3 separate regions of the Mus musculus genome follow, and regions 1 and 3 are each linked to region 2. Evidence: chromatin contacts called from public Hi-C and HiChIP or PLAC-seq data. All regions are on one chromosome and are shown on one strand. The core of a region is the stretch at or near the end of the contact, and the rest is flanking DNA. Distances in the headings are between cores, read along the strand shown.

Region 1 (4,452 bases), core at 468-2,967, 130 kb after region 2:
GTCATAAATTTACCAAGGTGAGATAAGGCTGTAGAGACACTTGAGCATATTAAAATCATGGCAGGGTAGCCAAGCCATTCTGGATTCCACCCCACCCCCCCACAGGCCAAGGAAATTATGAAAATCCCTTACCTGGACTCCATAATGATATTGATACCCAGAACAGGGATGCTGGCAATCCCACCACCTTGTCACATGACACCTGGCCTGTACACCTAAAACCAACAAGCAGAGAACGTCCAATTGTCTCTGGGGATCAGATAAGCTCACCTCCCACTATTGACATAGCCTATTCAACAGCCATTTATCCATCTTCCTAGTCAGCTGTCTAGACCTCCATCCGGCTCCCGTTCCTCCATCTGGAACTCAGTCCTGCCCTTCGGCATCTTCAGCTGGACTCACTCACCCTTCACCTGCGGCCCACACCAAGTCGACTCTACAGCAGTGTTCCGCTCCCTGCAGCTGCTCTAGGTTATTGTCCCTACAGACACCGTTTCCCGCTCCTGAGATCTCTTGAAACTCTGCAGCGGCCGCTGTGGGGGCTTGAAGGAGGGTGGATCCCGTAGGCTCACGTGTTTGAATGTGTGGTCACCAGTTTGTGTTCACCGTTCAGGATTAAGAAGCACATCTTGTGGGAAGAGCTGTGTTACTAGAGGTGAATCTTGAGGTTTCAAAAGCCCATGCCACTTCAGGTTAGTCTTCTCTGTGTCATGGTTGTGTCTTGGCATAAAAGGTCTCAGTTACTGCTCCAGCACCATATGGACCTGCCTGCTGGCATGCTCCCCGCCATGATGATTACGGACTCTAACTCTCTGAAACTGTCATCCCTAAGTCTGTAAGTTGCCTTGGTCATGGTGTCTCTTCACAGCTATAGAAAAGTTACAAAGACAGCCCCTTTAGCCCTTCATTTGATTATTTAACCAATATATCTAGTATATATGGGTTCTATAATAATATATACTATACAGTACTTATGTAGTATACATATACACGTATACACATATATACATATATACTGCTATATTTACTGTGTGATATGAGTGCTATTAAAGCTAAAATTGCAGGGCTGGAGAGATGACTCAGAGGTTAAGAGCACTGACTGCTCTTCTGAAGGTCTTGAGTTCAAATCCCAGCGACCACATGGTGGCTCACAACTATCTGTAATGAGATCTTCTGGAGTGTCTGAAGACAGCTACAGTGTCTTCAGACATATAATAAATAAATAAATAAATAAATAAATAAATAAATAAATAAATCTGTTTTTTAAAAAAAAAAAGCTAAAATTGCAGTTAACACTGAAATAGGAAACCTGTGTCCATCACCCTAGACTCCTTAGGAAAGCGGGTCTCTCTGAGAACACGCTGCCATTGAAAGCATCGCTCCTGGTGATATATTGAAATTCAGTAACTTCTGAATAAGAAAATGCAAAAAATGAACTGGCAGAGAGAAGTGACTGAATGAGAAATCAGATCAGCCTCTATGGTGAAAGCAGGTTTGTACTGGTCTGAGAGGCAGTGCCCCTGAGATCCTGAGGCACAGGGTCTGAGGAGCCAGAGCACCATGCTGTGCTGAGTCTTTGTATTGGAGGGCACGGAGGGGGAGAAGACACAGCTTTGCCAGACCCAGATGAACTGTTTTTCAAGATTGCAGGGTGGCAGCAGAGAAGTCAGATCGGCTGTTTTGCAACCTCCAGGTTCAGGGCACGTGGTGGGTTGGGTGTTAGATGCTTTCTAGGAATTCCATGGGCAGCAGATTTCCTGGAACCTTGGTCTTGTTTTGGGGCCCTGGCTCGGGAGGATCTTCCTTTATTCTGACATTGTGGAAAGACACCCATGCGCCACCTTTCTGACAGAGCATGCTCACAACACAGGTGCACTACAGAACACAGAGGTGGGTAACAGCATGGATGCTGGACTCCAGGAAGCCAGAGGTTGGGCAAAGAAGACATGAAGTGTTCAAAGCAAACAGCCTATATGGTAGTAGAATATCCCCAGCAGCGTCTTCCACATACTTCTGTAGTGACCAGCCAAGCACTGCAGCCTCTGGTCATACAGCTGCTAGCTCAGAGCAAGGCCACTCCATCAGCTATCTGAACCCCATGTGTCTTTCTTGAGTGATAGTCACCTCTGTGCTACTTATGGACAAGATCCATCAGCATGCTGACCAAAGATGATAGGAAAAGTCCAATGTGGGTGTTATTTCTTCTAGTCCAAGAGGAATGGCATCAAGGAAAACAGAAATATTAAGGTCATATCGATACTTCTGTTCTATGTAGATGGATAGACTGTACTACACAATGAGTTGACCGCTATTTTTCTAATCACTCACCATTGATCTACCTTAGGTCTCGCTGTTAGCATTGCATGCTCTATGAGCTTTGAGAAATGTCAAGTAGCATGAATCTATCATTTTGGTGTGTCACAGGATCGTTATTTGCCCTGTAAACCCCACGTGTTCTATCTGTTCATCTTCATTTCTCCCTGGCCCTTGGTTATCAGTCATCTTTTTTGTATTAACTGTCTCCACAGTTTTGACCTTTTCAGAATGTCATATAGTAGGATTCATATATAATATACTCTGTATATAGTATGTAGATTTTTCCACATTGGTTTCTTCACTGCATTGTAGGTATTTGAAGTTTTCTCCTATGCTTTTGTGGCTTGAAAAAAAATACTCCTTTTCAATGGTGAGTAATAGACCATCACTTATTTGTTCACTTTCCTACTGTAGAACATTTTAGTAACTGTGACTTATGCTGCTAGAAACATCTAATTTATCTAAATCTTCCAAATTATCTCTCCAAAGTGCATTTCCATTGGCGACGCCTGAGACGTCCTGCCGCTTCGGGTCCTCACAGCATTGGATCTTGTCAGTTCTTTGGACCTTTGCTATGCAGATACATCACGCTTGTGCTTTAAGATAACAGTTTAAGATTTCCTGCCTATCAAATGTCTTAGGATAGAGACAAGCAAAAATCGGTAACAGCAACAATAAAAAGCAGATGATTCGTTGTATCCCGTGTCGGCTGGTTGCTTTGCATATGTGGTGTATTACCTATATGTATAAATTCATTTCCCTTTTTTGTTTCTTCTAAAGCAGTAGGGAGGTCAACTAAAAGAAGATGCACAGTGTTCATTTGTGGCAGAGCTACTGTTCAATTAAGAGTTTGGCCTTTGATCTGACCTGGAGAAGTCAAGCCAAATGTCCTCTGATCTTTCTCAAAACACAGATGTGTTGCTAAATCACCCCAGAGTAGCTATTTTGATATTCAATGTATTCTAGACTGTACCTAATAATGTTTTTTTTTTAATCATTTTCAGTTGTTTCTCACTCTTTAATCATTCCAGCTCTGTGAAATCCCTGATTGGAAACCTTGCTGACCTGAAAACAGAACTTTGACCTGCTATTCCCAACCTTCCATACCTGGACCCCTGCTTTCAAACAGCACCTTTGTCAGTGGTTGCTGCCATAATGATTCTCCTTTGTAAAGATGCCTTGTGCATCTTCACTGGGTCACACTGAGCAACCCGTTTATCCAAGACTCACATACAGGCAGTGTGTGATGGAAGAGGAATAAAGGAGCCATGGCTCACCCCAGTGAAACCGCACGTGCCTGGCAACCTGTCTCAAAACCCAGAAACACACTGATGAATCCCCAGCCCCCTACAAATGCTCACCATGGCTATTTCAGATCCACTCTGTGTCTATTGCTTCTTCCCCATTCTTGGCTAGCATTCCCCATTTCAAGAGAACAGAAGCTCTCTACAGAATGTCTCTTCAGCCTTCAGTCACTGGGTGATCTTTCTCACTCTGACTCTGACGTGTAACCCGAACCCTGCCCTCTTTGGTGTCCTGGAGTCTTATTCTGAGTTATTCTAAGTGTCCCTTCATCCTTCCAATGCCTCTATTTCTCCTTCCCTGGTTCCTATTCATAATTTAATCACAATTCTACTTTCAGTGCAATCTACCCATCTCTAGTCCTTCAAACCATCAAATTACAGTTTCATCTTTCTCTTCAGAAATAACCCTTAGTGCTAACTCACCTATTCAGCAAATATGTGCTAGGTGCCAATTACAGAGAAAACTTTGTTCGAGACACTGGATATTTGGATATTGGGCAGAGATGGAGAAAGTGCTGCGTGAGCATGCATAATTGAGCCTCTTTGTTTCTAATTGATAGCCTCAGAATATCCTTCTTGTTAGACTCCGTTTATTCGGATAATGCAGAAAGCAGTACAAGCAAGGCTGAGCTCCTGCAGGCTTTTGCCACAGTACGCCACTCTGAGAAGTGCTGGTTCCCAGAAGTTACCCAGCTTTGCACTGAAGGTGTCTGAAGACCCCAAAGATGCAGCTAATGCTGCCTAAGACAGAAGCAGAATGTTGAGGCACTAAGACTACAAAGGTTGAACGGTTGAAAACAAAATCCCCTTCATGGCACGGCCCACATGCCAT
Region 2 (4,175 bases), core at 952-3,451:
AGAGGTTTAAGTGAGAAGAAAAACCCGTGTTTTTCTGAATGTACCCTGCCTCTCACATCATTGGGGAGTGTTATTATCTTCTTCAAGCAAAAAGTTGTCACTGATGAAGTAAGTCACAGAGGTATTCATGGGATTTTTCTTTCTAACTTATTTACCAGACTCCTTTCCACACAAGGCCGTAAACTGGGAACTCCGTGAGGACTAAATAAATGTTTTTATCAAATGACTTGATTGTCTGCTCTTAGGTAAATGCAAGATGAATAAATAGGAAGAAGGGAGGGGGGGCAAATTACAGCTATTTATGTGATTATATTCCACTGAGGGGTAAAAGAGTGAGTAATAAATTCTAGAATACACCAATCCCACCCCCACCCCTTCCCGGTCCTGAGAATTGAGCCTAGGACTTTGCCCATGCTAGCAAAATACTCTATCACTGAGATACATCCACAGCCTTGGTTTTCTAAGTCAGGGCTTCACTAAGAATCTCAGGCTAGCCTTGAACTCTTGATTCTGTTGCTTCAATCTCCCAAGTGCAGGGTTCACTGGCGTTTACAACCAAGCTGGGCTTAATGGTGTTTTGAAACATCAAAATTGGAGTTTAACTGACTATTCAAATGTTACAGTTTAATATCAGAATTTGATAAAGGGAGGTCACCAAAATACTTTAATAGAAAAAATAAAAGACAAAATTATTTACCCGTTGTGTAGTTTATTTTCAAAAAATTACGAATTCATCAATGTTTACTGTCATGATGATCGGCAACTGAAGATTTTTACTTGTTTATTTTTATCTCTATTCCTAGCCTTTGTCACCACTGGGACAGGGGAGCTAGCAGTAGAGAGTGTGACAGGAACTGGCTAGTGTGCACTGCATAGGGAGGCCCATGAAACAAAGCATTGCCCCAAATGTTAATAGTTCCCGGGTGGAAAAACCCTGATGTAAATTGTTTAAAGACTCAACTTTGCAGAGCAGTTCCCCTCACCTTTCAAAGAAGGTTAGGGGGGATGCAAGTATTTAATGTAAAAGATAGATTTCCCAAGGGACAGGCTGATGGCACACTCCTTTCATCTCGGCACTCTGGAGGCAGAGGTAGACAGATCTCTGTGGATTCAAGCGGGGAGGGGGAGTCCTGGGGGGGGGGTAGGATTTACAACAATTGCTTCTTAAAACTTTTTAACCTACATCAGCAGCTGGGACTACAGGGACAAGATCAAGTCAACCAAACTTCCCAGCTTGGACTGGGGAGAGCTTATGCTATGTACCCCTAGCTTAGGAGCTGCCCCACCCCCATTGATGGCAGCTATGCAGGGGAGGGTTCCATTTTTCTTCAGGAATGTGGCCCTGGAAAGTCTACCCCATGTTCCAGTAGCTGGTCCTACACCCGAGTGTATTTTCATTTGTTTGTTTGCTGTTTGTTTTGTAAGGACATAAAATTGAGAAGGAAAAGTTGGGACAGTGAGGAGATGGGGGGAAGAGGCAGGAGGCAGGGAAAAAAAAAAGTTTTAAAGTTGAAAAAGGAAAACTGTTATAGACTCTTGCGCCCCAGGGAAGTTAAACTTCTGTTGGATGGTGTGCTCCTGTATTTTTAAATTTGCCCTTTAGTAGCTTTTCAGCGACACTTAGGAAGCATTGGAGTTTAGAGGTCACTTAAAAATACTTTCAGAAGTCAGAGAAAGATAAAAATAACTCCAAGTTGAGCAGTCTTGTTATTTCTTTATCAAATTCACGTGGGAGACTAAGCCCTTTAAATACACTTTATTGTTCGCCTTTACAACAACTGGACGAGGCAGTTCTTTTTAAAGGGATGCAGACAAGGTAAGTTACTCAATGTCACAAACTAGTCCAGTAGAGGGCAGTATTCTACATACTTCATGGTAATCTACATCTACACAGAGATAGGTATACACATCTATGGAGTGAACACACATGCATATATTCAGCCAGAGACGAATACTTACACGATCTAAATACAAACAGAAAAGGCTTAATTTTCCTAAAGAAAATTCTGTAGCAATCCTGGAAAGTTTTATTCCAGGTCCCTTGAGAGCACACTGAGAACGTTCACTAAGCCTACAGTTTGACAACTTGAACGCTTACTTGATACTGAACAATGCTCTCATCGGACATGAAAGGGAGAGCTGACCCAGAGAAGAGCGTGCACCTCGCTTGTGGCCAGGCTTCCTGCTGTGCATCTGAGAGCTGATGCATTTAGGATGTGAGCTTGCACCTAACTGCTAAGTTTTCACCACATCACAGCCTTGCAGCAACCAGCTCAAGTCAAAGAGCTTATAAAATAAGACTTGGGAAGGGCTGACACCCTACTTCCTGGAAATGCAAGGTGGGCGTTTCTTACACTTTCTGCCCTGATCCCCCATCTAGACAGGTGTTTGTCTATGGCTCCCTACTGCCTCAATGACCAGGTAAAGGCTCTTGGCAAAGAGCAGCTCAGGGGAAGTTCCTGGCTCCTGGCTTCTGACTACCTTCACAACGGATATTTGACACTGATCCTAGACCTCTGTCAAAGGCTTCAGTTGGGTTTCCACGAAGAAACAGATTCAGATTGTGTTAGGACTCACCATCTGCCAGTCTTTTTCTGCGTGGTTTACTCCCAAGAACTCGAAGAACGAAGCAAATCCTTCATTTAGCCACAAGTCGTCCCACCAGTCCATGGTCACAGTATTTCCAAACCACTGAAATGAAAAGCAACGGGGAAATAGATGCTTACTCTCGCAGTAGGGAGGTGCTAGGAAATTTCATGGCGTGGATTTGTAACTGACACAGAAGCAATCAGTATTGTACCTAACATGTATTTCCCACTTCATCTTGATTTGAGGAATGTTAAATTCTCCAGTTTATTAATATAATTTAAGGAATATATAATGTTATAGGAAGGTCTCTTGTGTTTTTATTAAATGCAAAACAGTCTAAAACTGTGGTTCTCAGCCTTCCTAATGCTGCCACCCTTTAATGCAGTTTCACACGTTGTGGTGACCCCAACCATAAAATTATTTTTTGTTCCTACTTTGTAACTCTAATTTTGCTACTGCTATTAATCATAATAGACATATCTGTGCTTTCTGATGGTCTTAGGTAACCTCTGTGAAAGGGTCATTTGACACCCACCGGGTGACCATCCACAGGTTGAGAACCGCTGGAAAGTTTCTGTGCAGTAAAATATTAGTGAAGGCTTAGACTAGCTTTCACGTGGGATGTTCTGAGTGGGTCTGTTTCACTTCGTTAGTCATCCACACTTTGTATTACTGCTGTGGAAAGAGGCCAGTTTTAAAAAGCAAGTGGATTTGTTTCAGGGAGGCCCTCTCTACCTGGTGTACAAGTTCGTGGGCAACCACGCTGGCCACTCTCTGCTGGTTAGATGAGGCCGATAGTAGGGGGTCGTAAAGCAGGTTTGTTTCTCGGTAAGTGACAAGTCCCCAATTTTCCATGGCGCCGGTGCCAAAATCTGGAATAGCAATTTTATCTGTGGAAAAAGACAGTCTGGTGAGAAATGCATTCTTTCCACTTGTTCACAGCGTCTCTTACCAAATTAACTTCTTTGGTTGACTTTGTTTTTTAAGGCTAAAAATAATGTTTCAGAGTGAGAGGCAGAAATCGTTTGTGCACAAACTCAGTCCTAATGCTCTCAACATTCCCACGGAGAAGTTCCTGTAGCCTCCAGACTTCAGTGTGTCGTCCCTCCCTAGCCCTCCCTTTTCTCTGAAGGATTACATGACTGCTCTTTTATTCCAAGCCTCTCTGGTTTTATGTCTTTTCTTCTCTTTACAGTAATTCATTTTTATTACTTTCCCCCATCTTTTATTTATGACGTTGGTTATAAACAGCACCTATTTGGGGGATACAGTGTTAGGGAAAAAAAAAGAGTGAAGCCTTTAAATGAGAACTGAGAAGACAGAACATGTGAGTTCAGAGAGACAGCTTGCATGTCAAGGACACAGACTTAGAAACCCGAGTGATGTACAATTTAAGGACAGTCTGATTCTCGGCCAATCTAATGTCCCTTTCCTCTTTTCCTCCACCTTCCCTTTGCCATCTTCCTTTGTATTTTAAATAAGCTAGAAGGACATGGAATTGACCAATTTCTCTCTCTATTTTTTTATCCAGGTCACAGGAATTTCTGTCCTATTTTCTCTGGATTTTAGAAATAACACCCAACAAA
Region 3 (4,411 bases), core at 176-2,675, 250 kb after region 2:
GAAATCAAGCCCATCCCTTTAAAAAATCCAAGTGCAAACAAATGATTACTGTAACATCTGAGATGGAGGGCTCCAAGGGCTGACATGGACTGTTGGAGGAATGGAATGATTAGCCCTCTTCATGCCTTGGACGGACAGGCCCAGCAGCCGGGAGGGACCGTGAGGGACTCAGGTCTCAGCACCAGAGACAGGCAGTGTGGCAGGGTCTGTGAAGAGAGGAATCAGAGCACTGTGCAGAAGTGGCTTTCACGAGGTAAAGGTGGTTTCACAGCTGGAGCCGGGCAGGAAGCTGGCGAGGGGGCAGGAAGCAGGATATGTGGGCAGGAGTACCCTCTTTGGATGCAAACTGACTTTTCCACATGAGAAAACTTGCCAGTAGGGTTGCTGTGCTGGTGTCTGAGTTTATGTAAGTAAAGCATTCAGTAGTGCTACATGGATATAAGCTGTAAGTATGTTAACATTGATTTTTTTTAAAAAAATGTTTAAATATTTAAAAATTTACCCAGTTGTTTCACATCCTCATAGGCTTCCTATTGCAACTGTGGAAAGTCAGAACGTTCACCTTGGCTCACAGGGAGGACAAAACAATTTCATATCCTGGGATGTTTCCCTCCCTCCCTCCCTCCCTCTGTACTGAGTATAGAACCCAGGATCTTCAGTCGTGCTAGGCAAGCTCTCAACCACTGAGCTACAGCGCTGAATTCCCTTGGTTTGTGCTTGAAAGGGTTTAAAGCCTTTGGGCACGGATAAGCCATAGGTGTCATTTCTTAGGAAATGTTCAATTTTTGGGTTTGGGGTTTGTTTTGTTTTTTTTAGCTTTATTCTTATTGTTTTTATTTATCTTTATGTGTGTCTGTGTAAACGTATGACACGTATGTGCAAGTGTCCACCAAGGCCAGAAGAAGTCAGATCCTCTGAAGCTAGAGTCAAAGGCTGTTGTGAGCTACCCTGTCTTGGTCCTCTGGAGGAGCAGCAGGCTCTCCTAGCTGCTGCACCATCTCCGTAGTCCCCGCCTTATGGTTTTTTCACTAACCCGGAACGTGCTGATATGGCTGGCTTGATTGGCCCCCAAGTCCCGGGGAGCCAAGCACGAGCCTGCCCTTTTCCTGTGTGGTTTTTGAGGCTCAAACCCAGATCTTCATGTCTGCCTGGTAAACACGTTACTGACTGAGCCACCCCTCAGCCCCTTTCTTCTCTTCTCTTCTCTTCTCTTCTCTTCTCTTCTCTTCTCTTCTCTTCTCTTTCCTCTCCCCTCCCCTCCCCTCCCCTTTTCTTTTCTTTTTGTTGTTGTTGTTTTTAAATAAATTTTGTTTATAATACAAGCAGGAATTCCATGTAGAATTTTTATTTGTATATCAAGTGGTCCACTGACAATCTTATCAAGAAAGGAACGTATCACGATGTCTTAGCAGTTGCTTGTACTCAGGGACAGCATTGTCTCGTGTCACATTTTCGGCATGGGTTTAAATGCTAGTTTGGTGACATTGGTGGTACAGTATGTAGAAACATCTTGGGTGCACATTTATCCTGTACCTGTAATTTCCCATCTGTGTCTGAACTGACAGGAAAACAGACGTGTGGCGAGGCTCTGTTGGTTTGAGGGTTTAGTCCACCAGGAAAGCTAGGGGCGACAGGAAACTCGCCAAGTCTAACTCAGAAAGACTGCAAAATCAGTGAAACTTCCATTATTTGAATCGTGATTAAATGTAGAACTCGTTATTATGGAAGTACGGATTTAAAATATCGGAATGGCGTTGCACCCCCTTTAAGACTTTTTAAAAATTATATTGCAAGCTTTAGTTCCTTGTTTCACATTTGATACAGTTTCATCGTGTAACCCAGGCTGGTCTCAATCTTGTGTCTTCCTACTTTAACCTCCTGATATGCAGGGGCTCCTAGCCTGTGCCAGCACTCCTAACGTCTCCCGAGCATCAGGGCCAGCCAGTTAAGAAAGCTTTTGTTTTCTTTTTTATAGTTCAGGAGTTGTTTGGGCAGAATGCAGCCGGCGATGGCTGACTTAGACTGTTTAATATATTCTGAGATCAGATCAGGAATTAGTCTCGTCCTCAGGTCGAATTAAGTTTCCTGTTACAGTCTTTCAGCGTATGTAGACTGAATGTCCTAGGATTGGCTAACAGTGGGTGTTAGTTAGCCGTAGGTGGTACCCATCAGTGCCAACGCTGGGAGTTGTCAGGGCCAGGAGTCGAGGCGGATGTTGCTGCCCTGCTACTCACACTCCCAGAAAACTGGTCTGCAGCCATCACATGGCCTTGCTTCCATTTAATGCCTGTCTCAGGCTTGTTGAGGCCTCTCTTAAGTCCCACCCTGTCTGTTGTGTGTAGGTGGAGAAGTAGGTCAGAGGGAATATTTCAGTGCACAGGTATGCAGGTGGACCTTGCTCTTTCTTCTCAAACCTGTATGTTTGCTCAGTACATGGGGAGTCCTGAGCCATTGCTCCCAGGGGAGATACAGAGGTAGGTTTCTGAGAGTCTCTAGTCAAACACTTGACTGACTGGTCAATGTGTAACCTTATTTTATGTGTGCTTCGGTTAAAGACAACTTGTATATATATCATCTGTTCACTGCCACCAGCTCACTTGACAAAGCAGCTCATTTAATGTGTTTCTTTACAAAATGTGTCTCATCTTTGTGCTTAAGAGGATTATACATTTTACAGCATTTTAGTTTTAGGGGCCATTGTAAGTGAAAATATTGTGACCAGCAAAACCGAGGAAAAGGTACTTACTTTAAGGTAGTACAGAAGTCAAAGGAGGCCAGTCACCATCTTGCTTGACCCCAGTGAGCATGTGCCATCTGGTTGGAGATGGTCCCAGTCTTGAGCCTGACTGCAGTGTGCACATGCACACACATGCAAAACTGCTAAGTTTTTTGTTTGTTTGTTTGGTTGGTTTTGGTTTTTTGAGACAAGGTTTCTCTGTGTAGCCCTGGCTGTCCTGGAACTCACTTTGTAGACCAGGCTGGCCTCAAACTCAGAAATCCGCCTGCCTCTGCCTCCCAAGTGCTGGGATTACAGGGCATGCGCCACCACTGTCCGGCTAAGTGCTGAGTTTTTAAAAGAATATCTTTTACTATTCTTGGACAACTTCGTGCATGTATCCAGTGTAGCTTGGTTATACCCACCCAGAGCGATGACATTTTAAGTCTGATCTTCTCGAGGTGAATTTTTAGCAATGAGGTTTGACTACTCTGGTGGGAAGTACTATCCTAAGTTTAAGTTTTGTGGGACAGAGGGTGGGCCCACAGCAAGGCCCTGAGAAAACAAAAGGTAAAAATCAGGTTCCATCTCCATTTATAATGGCAACCTTCACCTAAAATCCTTTTCCACAGGGTACTAAGAAGGGCAGTCCTCGTCTTCCGTCAAATTTAAATCATTAAAGCCTGCTTTTAAATTCTGGGTTAGGAAACAATTACAGGCAGTAAAAATGAGATGAAAAGAAAACAGTTGTCTTCCTTTCCATGTGGAGCCTGGGAGGTGGCTTAAGTTCTTTGTTGTGCTTTTATGAAGATGGAAGGAACCTGGACTGTGCCTTCTGGAAATGCTTAGTTAGGGACTTGTATCGGGCATTTACCAAGGATATTATCTAATTATGGAGCGCTTACCCTGTGTCTACCGAGGGCTTTGGGGACAGTATGCCACCTTGGGTTTTGTGAAGTTGGTCCCTGTGATTGAGCCCTGAAAACAGGATGGGGACAGAGGTAAATAACTTGCAGAGTATTGTGTGTGGGCCTGTCAGTGAGTCAGGTTTCCAGCCCAGTCTGGTGGAGTCCCCAGACAGATGTACCCCACCTCTTCCTTTGGCTTAAGACTCTGGCAAATACTTGGAACATCATGGAAAACCCATCTTTTTTTTTTTTTTAAGATTTATTTATTTTATCTATATGAACATATTGTTGCTCTCTTCAGATACCCCAGAAAAGGTCACCAGACCCCATTACACATGGTTGCGAGCTCCCATGTGGTTGCTGGGATTTGAACTCAGGACCTCTGGAAGAGCAACAGTCAGTGCTCTTAACCACTGAGCCACCTCTCCAGCCCTGGAAACCATCTCTTAAGAGATGTGTTTTTGTTAAAGAAGGTTCAGCTCAGAGAAAATACACAAGATAATCATTTTTTGAAACCATCTCACATCTGTCTACCTATATCAGTAGTCTGTTGGTTCATTCCAGTATTAATACACAAAGGAAAATACAGACCAAAATGCCTATTTTCATTCTTGGAAGAATGCTAATGTTTTTCCTTTGGAAGATTCCTTTTATGTCACCTAAATTCTGGTCGTACTCGTAAAGCAACATGAAAGCAGAATTTCTACTAAAACATGAGTCATAAATTTAACAAACCATCCCTAACTAGCCATTCCAAGCACTAAATCTGAAGTAGCTAGCATCCCTA

The links. HiChIP or PLAC-seq counts read pairs in DNA pulled down with a chosen protein or histone mark. Hi-C and Micro-C count contacts between places; a contact is called where the count stands out from the background.
Region 1: a Hi-C map of the 63-12 cell line shows a contact between it and region 2, with 2.7 times the contacts expected there. The contact joins two enhancer-like sites. A contact is called at or near these places in 3 of 15 datasets of contacts at CTCF or cohesin (CD8 T cells, embryonic stem cells and stem cell-derived epiblast-like cells), 19 of 484 Hi-C or Micro-C datasets (the 63-12 cell line, CD8 T cells, the MPC-11 cell line and 9 more), 4 of 115 datasets of contacts at active chromatin or transcription factors (CD8 T cells, acute myeloid leukemia, differentiating embryonic stem cells and 1 more) and 4 of 9 other capture datasets (adipose tissue, embryonic stem cells, liver and 1 more).
Region 3: a CTCF HiChIP or PLAC-seq map of pro-B cells shows a contact between it and region 2, with 15 times the contacts expected there. The contact joins two enhancer-like sites. A contact is called at or near these places in 2 of 15 datasets of contacts at CTCF or cohesin (large pre-B cells and pro-B cells), 2 of 484 Hi-C or Micro-C datasets (3T3-L1-derived adipocytes and pro-B cells), 5 of 115 datasets of contacts at active chromatin or transcription factors (acute myeloid leukemia and embryonic stem cells) and 2 of 9 other capture datasets (adipose tissue and liver).

What each region holds. Positions count from the first base shown.
Region 1 is chr3:129,441,219-129,445,670 of GRCm38.p6, forward strand. No RefSeq gene overlaps it. Among named protein-coding and RNA genes, the nearest start is that of Gm35787, 20 kb to the left of the region's middle. Within about 2 kb of position 1,718, at least 4 of the 459 cell types and tissues checked have an H3K27ac peak or open chromatin away from gene starts, as enhancers often do. A contact at or near this core is called in the 63-12 cell line, where this site is marked.
Region 2 is chr3:129,306,445-129,310,619 of GRCm38.p6, forward strand. It overlaps Enpep (glutamyl aminopeptidase), which reads right to left. Exons shown (of 20, transcript NM_007934.3): 5 at 3,325-3,479; 6 at 2,578-2,691. Among named protein-coding and RNA genes, the nearest start is that of Enpep, 24 kb to the right of the region's middle. Within about 2 kb of position 2,202, at least 29 of the 459 cell types and tissues checked have an H3K27ac peak or open chromatin away from gene starts, as enhancers often do. A contact at or near this core is called in the 63-12 cell line and pro-B cells, where this site is marked.
Region 3 is chr3:129,552,331-129,556,741 of GRCm38.p6, forward strand. The region is part of intron 2 of Elovl6 (ELOVL family member 6, elongation of long chain fatty acids (yeast)); the gene reads left to right. Among named protein-coding and RNA genes, the nearest start is that of Gm35986, 22 kb to the left of the region's middle. Within about 2 kb of position 1,426, at least 130 of the 459 cell types and tissues checked have an H3K27ac peak or open chromatin away from gene starts, as enhancers often do. A contact at or near this core is called in pro-B cells, where this site is marked.